2 separate regions of the Sus scrofa genome follow, and region 1 is linked to region 2. A link is a contact called in public Hi-C data. All regions are on one chromosome and are shown on one strand. Each heading gives the region's core, a stretch centred on a gene start, on an enhancer-like site or on the middle of the called end of the contact. The rest is flanking DNA. Distances are from core to core; before and after follow the strand shown.

Evidence for each region. Hi-C and Micro-C count contacts between places; a contact is called where the count stands out from the background.
Region 1: a Hi-C map of liver shows a contact between it and region 2, with 4 times the contacts expected there. The contact joins two enhancer-like sites. A contact is called at or near these places in 1 of 5 promoter capture datasets (liver), 5 of 47 Hi-C or Micro-C datasets (embryonic fibroblasts, fetal heart ventricle, fibroblasts and 1 more) and 1 of 2 datasets of contacts at active chromatin or transcription factors (alveolar macrophages).

What each region holds. Positions count from the first base shown.
Region 1 is chr1:147,956,806-147,961,764 of Sscrofa11.1, forward strand. It overlaps LOC102157619 (a long non-coding RNA gene), which reads right to left. Exons shown (of 2, transcript XR_002345834.1): 2 at 2,676-2,992. Among named protein-coding and RNA genes, the nearest start is that of ZNF516, 28 kb to the right of the region's middle. Within about 2 kb of position 3,411, at least 14 of the 83 cell types and tissues checked have an H3K27ac peak or open chromatin away from gene starts, as enhancers often do. A contact at or near this core is called in alveolar macrophages and liver, where this site is marked.
Region 2 is chr1:147,893,503-147,898,812 of Sscrofa11.1, forward strand. No RefSeq gene overlaps it. Among named protein-coding and RNA genes, the nearest start is that of ZNF516, 92 kb to the right of the region's middle. Within about 2 kb of position 2,364, at least 56 of the 83 cell types and tissues checked have an H3K27ac peak or open chromatin away from gene starts, as enhancers often do. A contact at or near this core is called in alveolar macrophages and liver, where this site is marked.

The DNA.
Region 1 (4,959 bases), core at 2,161-4,660, 64 kb after region 2:
TCCCTTTTAAATGGTTCGTTTTGCCTTATGTGAATTTTACTTCAATTAAAAAATATTCAATTTAAGGCTCAGAGAGATTTAGGAGTTGGAAGCCAAGGGTTTAGGATTCAAAAGGGATTGATTAAGGGACTTAGAATTCTAAATATATTTCCTGTGTCATTAGGTTACCAGTCGGTCTCTCTGGGCCTTGGAATCCAACCACAGTGAATAAATAACATTGTTCCATGAGAAAAAAGTCTCAAATAGCTGATTTGCAAACAAACTTTTGGAATAAAATCCTTTCTGTTTTCATTGTTGGGGACCATCTGTAACTTAGCCTCTGGAATACAGTCGGTCTTTGGCGCTCGGTCCCAATTCATCAATAAGAGACAGCATAGTGGTAATCTTTGGGAAGGTGAAAGTCAATTTAATCCTTTTTTTTTTTCTTTTTTTTTTTTTTTTTCTATTTGTTAGGTCCTCTGGTAATTGGTTTGATGAGGAAGAAGTTTGAAGTTATTGGTTAAATAGAGGTTTTTGGATTTTCTGTGAATTTCAATTATCTGTGCTTCACCTAGCCCCAATTAGCACTAATAATTGAGTTAACTGAATGGAAGTCACTTCCCATCATATCAGTTTTACTAGAGGCTTATTTATTGTTTCACTAATGGAGACCCCCCAAGCACAAAGCCCCTTTCCCCCTGCTGCACTCACACCCCCATGCCACCGTTTGTCACATTCATGTTGTTTAACGGGCACAGAGTTAACTGTATAGTTGACAGTGTGAAACAAATGTTCTGAACAACAAAACATGTTGCTAAGAAGTGCAACCAGAAATTTCTAAAGTGCTCTGGGTCAACCTAGCATTTAAAACCAGAAGATAGTACCAAGCAGATCACCAGCGCAGTTAGAAATCTTAACCAAAGCTTTCTGCTGACTCCTACTTTCAGTTTCCATTGAGATGGGCACTGCCTTAATTTACCCCAATTTAAAATAAGCCGTCTTTTTAAAGTGCCAGTTAATTTCCGCAGGCTGCCCATCTTCAGTTGTATTTATATTGACTCACCATGATCGACATGACTTTTAAGGTTTCAGTTTCTCTCCTTGCACACATTTGTATTTATATTAAACACAATAAATATCTCCCATTCCAACAGCCCCCTTTTGACCTTCTTTGATCTCTGAATCCCAACATCCCTAAAGGCCACCTATAAATTAGCGCAGCCCCTCCCGCGAGGCCGGAGCCAGGGCAGGGTTTCATCGGCTCCGGGCCCTCGCCAGCCAGCATCGTGTTTTTCCATTGCCATGGAGATGCAGCCCCGTGGAAGAGCCCGGCAAGCCCGGGAAGGGAAAAGTCCCGGCTAGGTAGAATTACTAACCAAACAAACGATCAGGGACGGGTGCAGGGAGGGGTGCTCGGGTTTTCCTTTCCTCCCGCAATCAGATTACAGGTAAAAGTGCAAACACTGGAGGGGAGAGGACGCAGCTGTTCTTTTAAAGGCACCGCAGATGCAAAAGACAGCAATGGTCGGTGGTAAGGTGGAAGGTTTAAGGCTCCTTGTGTGAAAATGTTGCTGTCTTAAAGCCCACACCCAGGTCTTCTTGGTGCATAAAGAAAGAGAAACAGCAGTGGGGGCTCCCGGAGAAGCCTGGGGGTAACCCGCTCCATATTGGCCTGTGTGGGGTGATTAATAACCATGCCCTCACCAGCCCGGCAAGGCAGCCACTCTCTGGGGCCGTTCCTTTCAAGAATGAACAAATTAATTAATAGGTGGTTCTTTACTATTGTCTCTAAACTAAGAAAATTGCCCATGCAACTATCCAAGCATTAGATAAAGTCTTCCAAGTTTTGCTTTTCTCAATATTATTTGTTTCTTTTATTTGCATTTCTTTGTAATGATGTATTTGGTTTGGGGGGAAGGATCACTGATCTCTCTCTAAGGGACAGGAACAAAATTGGAAACAAATATCTGATGAGTGAGCATGGGCATTTTCTGTTTTGTTTTGTTTTGTTTTTCTTTTTTTTTCTTTTTTTGGCCACATCCGAGGCATACAGAAGTTCCCTGCCTAGGGATCAAACCTGCACCGTAGCAGTGACAATGCCGGATCCTTAACCTGCTGAGCCTCCATGGGACTCTGGGTAAAGGCGTTAGCGATTTTTTTTTTTTTTTTTAAGATTGGCAATCTATAACAATTTTCTAAATGCAAAAAAATTAGAGTAATATCAAGGATTAATTCATCATTTATTTTGTTTCTTTGGCAAATCTAAAGTGATCACAGTCTGATATAGGAACTCTGACGTTAGTTGGGTAATTCTTCCTTGCCCAACTTTTGTGACATGTCTCAGTCACTTTTCTTGCAAGATGTAATTGAATTCTGTGTGCATTTTCACTTTTACATCATGTGCGTGAGCATTGCTGGGCTCTTAGCAACTTTTTTCTATCTGATGTAAGGTGGGAAAACACTAAGCTGTCTCCAGCCACCTCACGGCCACAAAACACTGGGGGCTGAGGTGCCCATGCCTGACTTCTGGTGATCCAAGCCCTGTTAAAAATATTATTGACAACTGCTGAGTATCTGGGGGGTACTTATTCATATAATTCTAGATGTTGGATTTTTTAAGACAGCAATTTTTCTCATGCCCAGTGATTGTTCTTTTTCCCCATTTCCACTTAACATTTTAAAGAATTAAAGTGACATTAACGTCATTTAGTATTTGTTTCTGGGTAACAGAGATCACAGTAGAAAACATGCTAAAGTCAACTCCATTGTTCTTTTCTAAATTTAACATAGTTAGCTCACTCTTTCAGGCAAGGCATCCCCCTTTGGTGTGAAGGTTGTTTCTCTTGATCAAGATCCTCATCCCAGACGTCAAACTCAGTTCTTATCTCAGGAAAATGGCCTTTTAAAATATCGACTTTCCCAAAATCATTTCAGGGCTTTGGATGAAAAATCATTTCAGAAACTTGTCTTCACCGTCTTGGTGACATAAGGTAATATGAGTGCAGCTGATCATCTGTTGGGGATTTGGGGAAGAAAAGAGATGTGGAAAGGGTAGTCGAAATCACTGATATCTGAGGAATATTCATCTCCACAATTTAAACACCTGTTTCTTAGAAACTAGGAGAGCCCCATATTTACTCTTGGTGGGTTTTGTTTGTTTGTTTTGGGGGGTAAGATATGTATTATAGAAAATAAGGATATAGATTCAGAAAATGGATATGCCCAAATCATTGCCAGTTTCTGTCATTATGGCCCTTATGAAATAATTATTTGCTTTACTGTCAATAATATAATTTTTAAGTGCTCTCAATAACATTCACAAGGATTTCTGGTAAGCATTTTATTTGTGACGTGGCCTCCTGTGTTTGGTCTATCATACCAGTGCTCACGGACGTAATATTCTAGGAATTTGCTTGCTTTCAAAACAAACGGAAAAAAACCCTCCCGAGTACTGACCGGGAGTGCTTACCTGCCGCTGTGCCGAGTGCAGTTTCCACTTGGCTGAGAAGCAAGCAGCGCTGTGAGGCTGTGGGCCCCGAAATGCTGAAAAGACTGCCTTTTCTGCACCCCGGCATTCATCCAAACCCTCTACTTTCTCCCACTCCCCCCCAAACTCTCCTGCCCTATTAATCAGCATGAATGTTCACTAAAAATAGGGCTGCCTTTGTTCAAACACTTCCCAGGGTTTTACTGGTGAAAATCAAGGGTGCCGTCTAAAGGTACACTCGGGCATGTTCTGGTCAATAATCTGGTGTCACTAGGTGAGTGCTTCCAAGAAAACTCAGCCTCCATGGCCCCCAAAAGAGACTCCATGAGGTTAACTGATATACGGCTTATGTTTCTCAAAGACTATTAATAATATATGGCTTTGGATTTTTAGAAATCAGGGTTATCCATTTAAATTGGTATTGTTACTGAAATAACACAAGAAAGCCCCTGGGAGCCATTTAGAAGCAGTTTGTTATGACCAAAGTTCCGGGCAGTTTAATTGTACTTTTCCTGTACACTGTGAGGTAGAGATTGACCCCCAAACTGTGCTGGTTGCCAGTGTGGGCTGTGTTCATGACCCAGCGTGTGTCCCAGGGTTGCGGAGGTTCAGGAAGGCCTCCTCCAGTGCTCTTGATCCTGGACGCATGTGCCCAGTACACCCATGATACTGTTTCAGATAATAAAACAATTAAAAATTAAGCCTTAGGACTCCATTGTCTGCATTATAGCAAATAAATCAGCCAAAGAAGCTCAAAACCTACCCAAATGGCAGAAAGGAGGTGGTCCGAACATAGCAAATAATCTTTTTCAAGCAAGAAAGTGACTTTATCTTGCAGGAGAAACGTCAGCTGTGAAACTTGTCATTGCAATGCTGAGTCCTCTGGCAGAAATGTCTCCCCACCTTGTGGCAGAGACAAGAGACACACGGCTCTCTAGCCATACAGTTGCAAATGCTTTTCCCAGTTTCCAAAGTATACGGCAGTTTCTAACTATATAATTTGGTGTATATAAGTAGTCTCTTAATAGGTTGCCATGAGTGAAAACTATTATATATAATCGCTAAGATCTACAGACAAAGAATGTTAGTAAGCATTAAAGAAAGCAGGCAACTGTGCTGAGGTCTTCAGGAAAAACCATCTTTTCCAGTTTTGCTCAGAACAAAGGGAAGATGGTCTTTTCTTCCTGGGACACGAAAGCCATTGACTTCCTTCTCTCTGCTCCCGATTCAGACACTTGGGGCCCAACGGCCAGGAGGAGTCCAGATTGCTTGGCTAAGTGTCAGCTTTTGTATTTTTTTAGGCCGAGATTTGAGCTTTGCAGTTTTTAAAGGTAATCATTAACCTATCTGATGTCTTGATGGCATTTTGGCAGAACTACAGCTATGCCACTTTTCCATGTATTGTTCCTTGTAATTTCCTACTTTACCCCAAAATTGTATCTAGAAGCATCATCCTAACGTGACCCCCATTGACTGAGATGAAGACTCAACCC
Region 2 (5,310 bases), core at 1,114-3,613:
CCGATTTCAGCTAGATCTAGGTTCAGTGTTAAAATTTAGATGAAACAAGCAGCATCATTAAACAATCAGACAAGGGCCTGATTTTCTTTTTTTAAAAAAGCATAGCAAACCACCCTACAACTCTGGGATCAGTATGTGTAGAAACGTGTAGAGACACCAAGGGGCCAGGCTGAGCACACAGGCACCCAGGCGTCCATGCCACGTGGGGGTCGCCACCCGCCCAAGGAACCGTGGCCTTTCAGGAGGGACCGCCTTTTCTGCAAAAGAGGAGCTCAATAAATATTTATAGAACAAATGAGTGAATGAATTTCACTTGAATTAAACATGATTCGTCTGTGCTCAGCATAATTCACTTTCACTTCAGCGGTCTGAAGCCAGGCTGAAAAGTGTTCTCTGAAACCATAGAGCAGAGAAGTTTCCCCGTGCTGTTGTCCCTGGAGACGCCTCCAACCTGGGCAAGCGGCAGAAGGAAGCCCTAACTCACAGCCGCTTGCCAGAATATTTTTATTAAAGAAGGAACTGCCGTCTGTGTGAACAGCGGATGATGGTATCCAGTGACAGCCTTTGGCCACCATCAGTTTCATGTTCAACCTGGTTGCTCACTGGTTTCAAACTCAGGACACAAGTGACACTAAGGCATCTTTAGTATTATTATTTTTTTTAATCTTTGGGGAACAAACATAAATGGAGGAAAGTAACAAGTACAGATTAAATATGAGGCAGGTCCAGGCTTTTAATATGACTGTTTTTAACTTGCCAGATAATCAGAGCATTAAATGAAGGCGTAATTTGTCAGCCAGAAGCTCCTCTATTGTTCCCTGAAGCAAGTGGCAAGGGGGGGAGGGGGTGTCGGACTAATTCAATTCACTGGGGAACCAGTGTTTACATCCGCGAATCCTAATGGAAAGGCACACAGTTTCCAAACTGGAACAAATAAATAAGGATGCTCTTTGCCACTAAAGTAGGGGAGCCTTGCTGTATCTCTTTCTTGAATGGGGGAAGCCATGTTTTGAAGGACCATTTTCTTCCATGTGGAAATATTTATTTGCTGGCTCCTGCAGTGCTGCCAGGAAGTGCTAAAGCATCTCCTGTTAGAGTTTCAGAAGCAAATTGCTTCTGCACCGTTGTCTTGAGTTGCTGGATTAGGCTGTGTTTTCTCTGCCTCTCCCTGACGACTTCATCAATCTTTTTTTTTTTTTTTTTTTTTTTTTTTACTATAAGAGACTTTCATTTATTGCTCCTAGAAAGCCAGGGGCATCGTAGTGGATTTCTTTGGCAGAATCCTTGTTTCATTATCGAGAACCTGCGATGTGCTGGGGGATGGAGAGAGGTGGGGTCGCCTGACCAGGGCCCTCCTAGGTCCAGCTGTTGCACCAGGGACCCTCCTAGGCTTCCCCCCACCTTGAGCTGAGGGGAAGTGTGCTTTTTTGTGACACACACTGACTTGAATCCTTCAGAGATTTAAAAGATGACCTCTTTGCGCCCACACTTCGCCGTTGCCAGCGGGAAGAAGAGAGTTGCCAGGATTTTTGGCTCCTGAGGCTCTGGGCAAAGGCACAAAATGGGATGGAGGGAGGGGTGTGGGGAGAGGAGGGCTCTCCCAAGTGCCTGTTTTGCCTGGTTTACAAATACGCTTAGGTTGCACTTAGTCCTTGTGCTTTTAAAAGTGAAATTTTGGCATTGTGCAGTTAATCCAGACTAAAGCTCTTTGGTATATTGACTTAAAAGGGCTTCAAATGGCCAAACCTCTGCGGCTTGGGGAACATCTCTGGAAAGGTTCAATGGAGCCATTTTCTAAAGCTTTGTGGCACAAGCCCAGGATTCTCGGCCCCACTGAAGCTGCTGAGGGAAACGGGGTTCTCCCAGCAAAGCTGCCGCTCCTGTCTGGCCGCCTCTGAGTTGACAGGGGAACCGCGAGCGCTGAAGGGCTACAGGCACAGCCATGCAAGCATCTCCTTTGCAGCGAGCAAAACTGCATAATCTCTGTCTGTGTGGCCGCGGCCTCCAGAGAAACTAGCAAGATCCGGAAGAGGCCGAGGAGGCGCGGCCCAGGCCGGCCAGCAGGGGGCGCCACGGGCCCCGCCGAGACAAAGGCCGCCGCGCAGAGCCGGGAAATGGAGGCCGCGCTGGAGCCGCGGGCCCAGGAAGAACTGTTCCCTCCCTGGCCCAGCCGAGCCGCCGCCTAAATCCCAGCCCAGCGCCTCCCTGGTGGGCTGAGCCCACATCTTTACTAGGATGTCGCGGGCATCTGTCCCCTCATCACCAGAGCGGCTGTGAAGCGGGCCGCGATCCTGGGACCCGGGGCCGGCGTCCTCAGGGCCTGAGTGTCCCCTGCTCTGTGCGGCGACAAACCCGAGTCCCGCTGGGCCACCGGCCGGGGCACGTACTCCGGCATGGTGACCTGCCGGGTGGTGGCCTCATTCCAGGCCAGGCGACTGGGCGACCGGGAGAGCAGCCCGCCTTCCGCTCCCGGGAGTTTGCACGATCTGCAGGCACACGCGGCGCAGGCGATCCGTGGATTTTTTAAGGGGCCCCGGCCGCGCTCCGCGACCCTGGAGCCCAGAATGTTAACAAAATTGCTTTCATGTTGCCGGTCACGTGACCGCCGGGGCCCTCCTCCCTATCTCACCTGGTTCAGAACCCGCCCTTCCGTCTTGCAAGGGTATCCCTAGCCTGTGGGCCCGGACGCTGAGCCTGCGAGACTGCTGTCAGGCTCCAGTGCAAGTTGGGTCAAAGAGGCTTGACTGGACCTGCTGGGGGAGCGCAGGGCCTCTAATGAGTCCTCAGTTCACTCCGGCCTTCGGAGAACAAAAAGAGGCCTGTGAGTCATGGCCAGCCAGCTTCTCTCCCTCAAGCCCTAGACACAGGGAAGCATCTCCTCCCAAGCAGGCCACACCTGTGCCAGCTGCGGATGCTCCCGGCCCTGCTCGGCATTCCTGGGCCCTTTTGTCACGCTGCCCCACATGTTTGGGAATTTAATCCACGTTTCACTTTCCCTGGCCACATGGCCTGGTCTTTCCCAATGTTTAGCTGGAAAAAAAAAATCAAAGCCAAGTTTTGGAATTAAACTTCCTGTGTATCTTTGACACATTATAAGAGAGATAGGGAAGAAAGAATTAGGAGCCAGCTTCTGCAGTACTGGTACTTTCCCCTGTGCCCCAGGGAACCAGAGCCCATGCGCCCTCCCCTCCAGAGTTGAGGAAGCGCTGAATATGGTGATTAGGACAGACTGCATTGGATACACTTTCTTTTTTAAGATAAAAGTTTTATTTCAGAGAGAAGCACAAAGCCTCCACTGTCGTGGATAAGCCAGGCCTCGCAGGGACTCAAGGACCTTCCAGAGGGAAACAAAAGGCATTGGCTCTTGATTAAGAAAAGTCAGTGGTGGCCCAGCCCCTGGGGCCTCTCTGTCCCTTCCCTGGGTGCTCACTGCACAGGACTCTGAGCTCTCTCCTCAGGGACAGTTCTGCTCCTTACCTCTCAGACCCCTTACTCCCCCGAAACCCCTCAGCAGATAGGACTGGGTTTACCTCCTGGATTCCCAGGGGGTTCTCACTGGCACCCTGTAGAGCCCCAGCCTTGACCTTCCTCCATGCTTACTTTGGCCCCCTTGGACCTACTCCACTCAAACATCCGATGGCTCCATGTGTATGGATTGAGCACCAAGTGCAGTCCAGAGCACAATTCACTGCCCTGTCTTGGGGCGTAAAACCTACCCTTCCCCTAGTTCACCCTTAACTTGACTTCTCTTTTTTACCCCTCTCTCTATCCATTATCCCCCATAGATGGCATTTTTAACTTCATCCCTCCTTCCTCTTCTTCTTACAAAGTGAAAAGTGAGCATCGTCTCCAAGCCCTAAGCAAACCCTGAAGGACCTTCCCTTTTCTTTACCATCTAAATCTTAAAGGGAACAGGGTTTTTTTGGTTGTTTTGTTTTGTTTTGTTTTTGTCTTTTTATCTTTTCTAGGGCCGTTCCTGCGGCATAGGGAGGTTCCCAGGCTAGGGGTCTAATCGGAGCTATAGCCACTGGCCTACACCAGAGCCACAGCAACGCCAGATCCAAGCCATGTCTGCGACCTACACCACAACTCATGGCAACGCCGGATCCTCAACCCACATCCTCATGGATACTAGTCGGGTTTTTTTCTGTTGCACCACAACAGGAATTCTCTAGGTTTTTTGTTTGGTTTGTTTGTTTGTTTGTTTGTTTTTGCTTTTCCTGTGGGTCAGGAATTTAGCACTGGCTTAAGCTGGTGGTTCTGGCTCAGGATCACTAAAGAGATTGCATGAATGTGTCCCTTGGGGCTGTGGTCACCTGCAGGCCACTTCCAGAATGGTGACTCAACAGCAGGCTGGCTGGTCCTACATCGAGTGAAGTCTGCTCAGGGCTGTTGGTTTGTCCTACTGGTGGCCACCTCCCTCCAGAATGAGTGCGTGATCAGAGTTTAAGGCAGAAGCTGCAGTGTCTTCAGATGCCACAGTTTGGACATCTCACGACATCTTTTCTCCATTAGGCTATTGGTTGGTTACACACTGGGGATGGGAATACCAAGGGGGTGGATACCTGGGGCAAGGCAGCTTGCAGGACCATTTGGGGGCCACAGCAGGACGAAATGAGACTCTGGAAGAGGGAGGAACTATGGCTTTATAGAACCAGCCATGGTTTTCAAACCTTTATCTTTCTTTTTTTAAATTGAAGATTAGTTGATTTACAATGTTGTGTTAGTTTCAGATGTACAGCACAGTGATTCAGTTATATATATATATTTTTTTCAGATTATTTTCCCTTAGAGTGAAAATAATTTTTTATTATTTTAAAATATTTTAATATATTGAATATTTTAATATATTGAGTATATTTTACAATATTGAGCATCATTCCCTATGCTATACAGTAGGTCCTTGTTGCTATCCCTTTTTTAAAGCTGAACCCCTTTATCAAAAACCTTATATCAGAATGGCAGTTTATATAAAATTAAAATAGAGCTGTTCTAGTTTGAGCCACGAAGTCTGCTGGTTTCCCTCCCTAGCACTCCCTTCTTTCCTGTGCACCCCTCCACCCCAGTCAAGCGGTCCTTGAAACTTCTTCAAAGAACAAAGACATGGGCCCAGAGCATGTGAGGAAATGGGCCCTGCCAGGGCACTGGATACTTAGGAACATTTTTTGGAAGGCGGTTTTGCGACATCTATTAAAATTTAAGCGCACGTGTCCTTTGTCTAATCAATATTACTGCTAAGAATCCACCCCACAGGTAAACTTTCATAAATGCACAACTAGGTAGATACAGAGCAACATTTTGGAAACATTT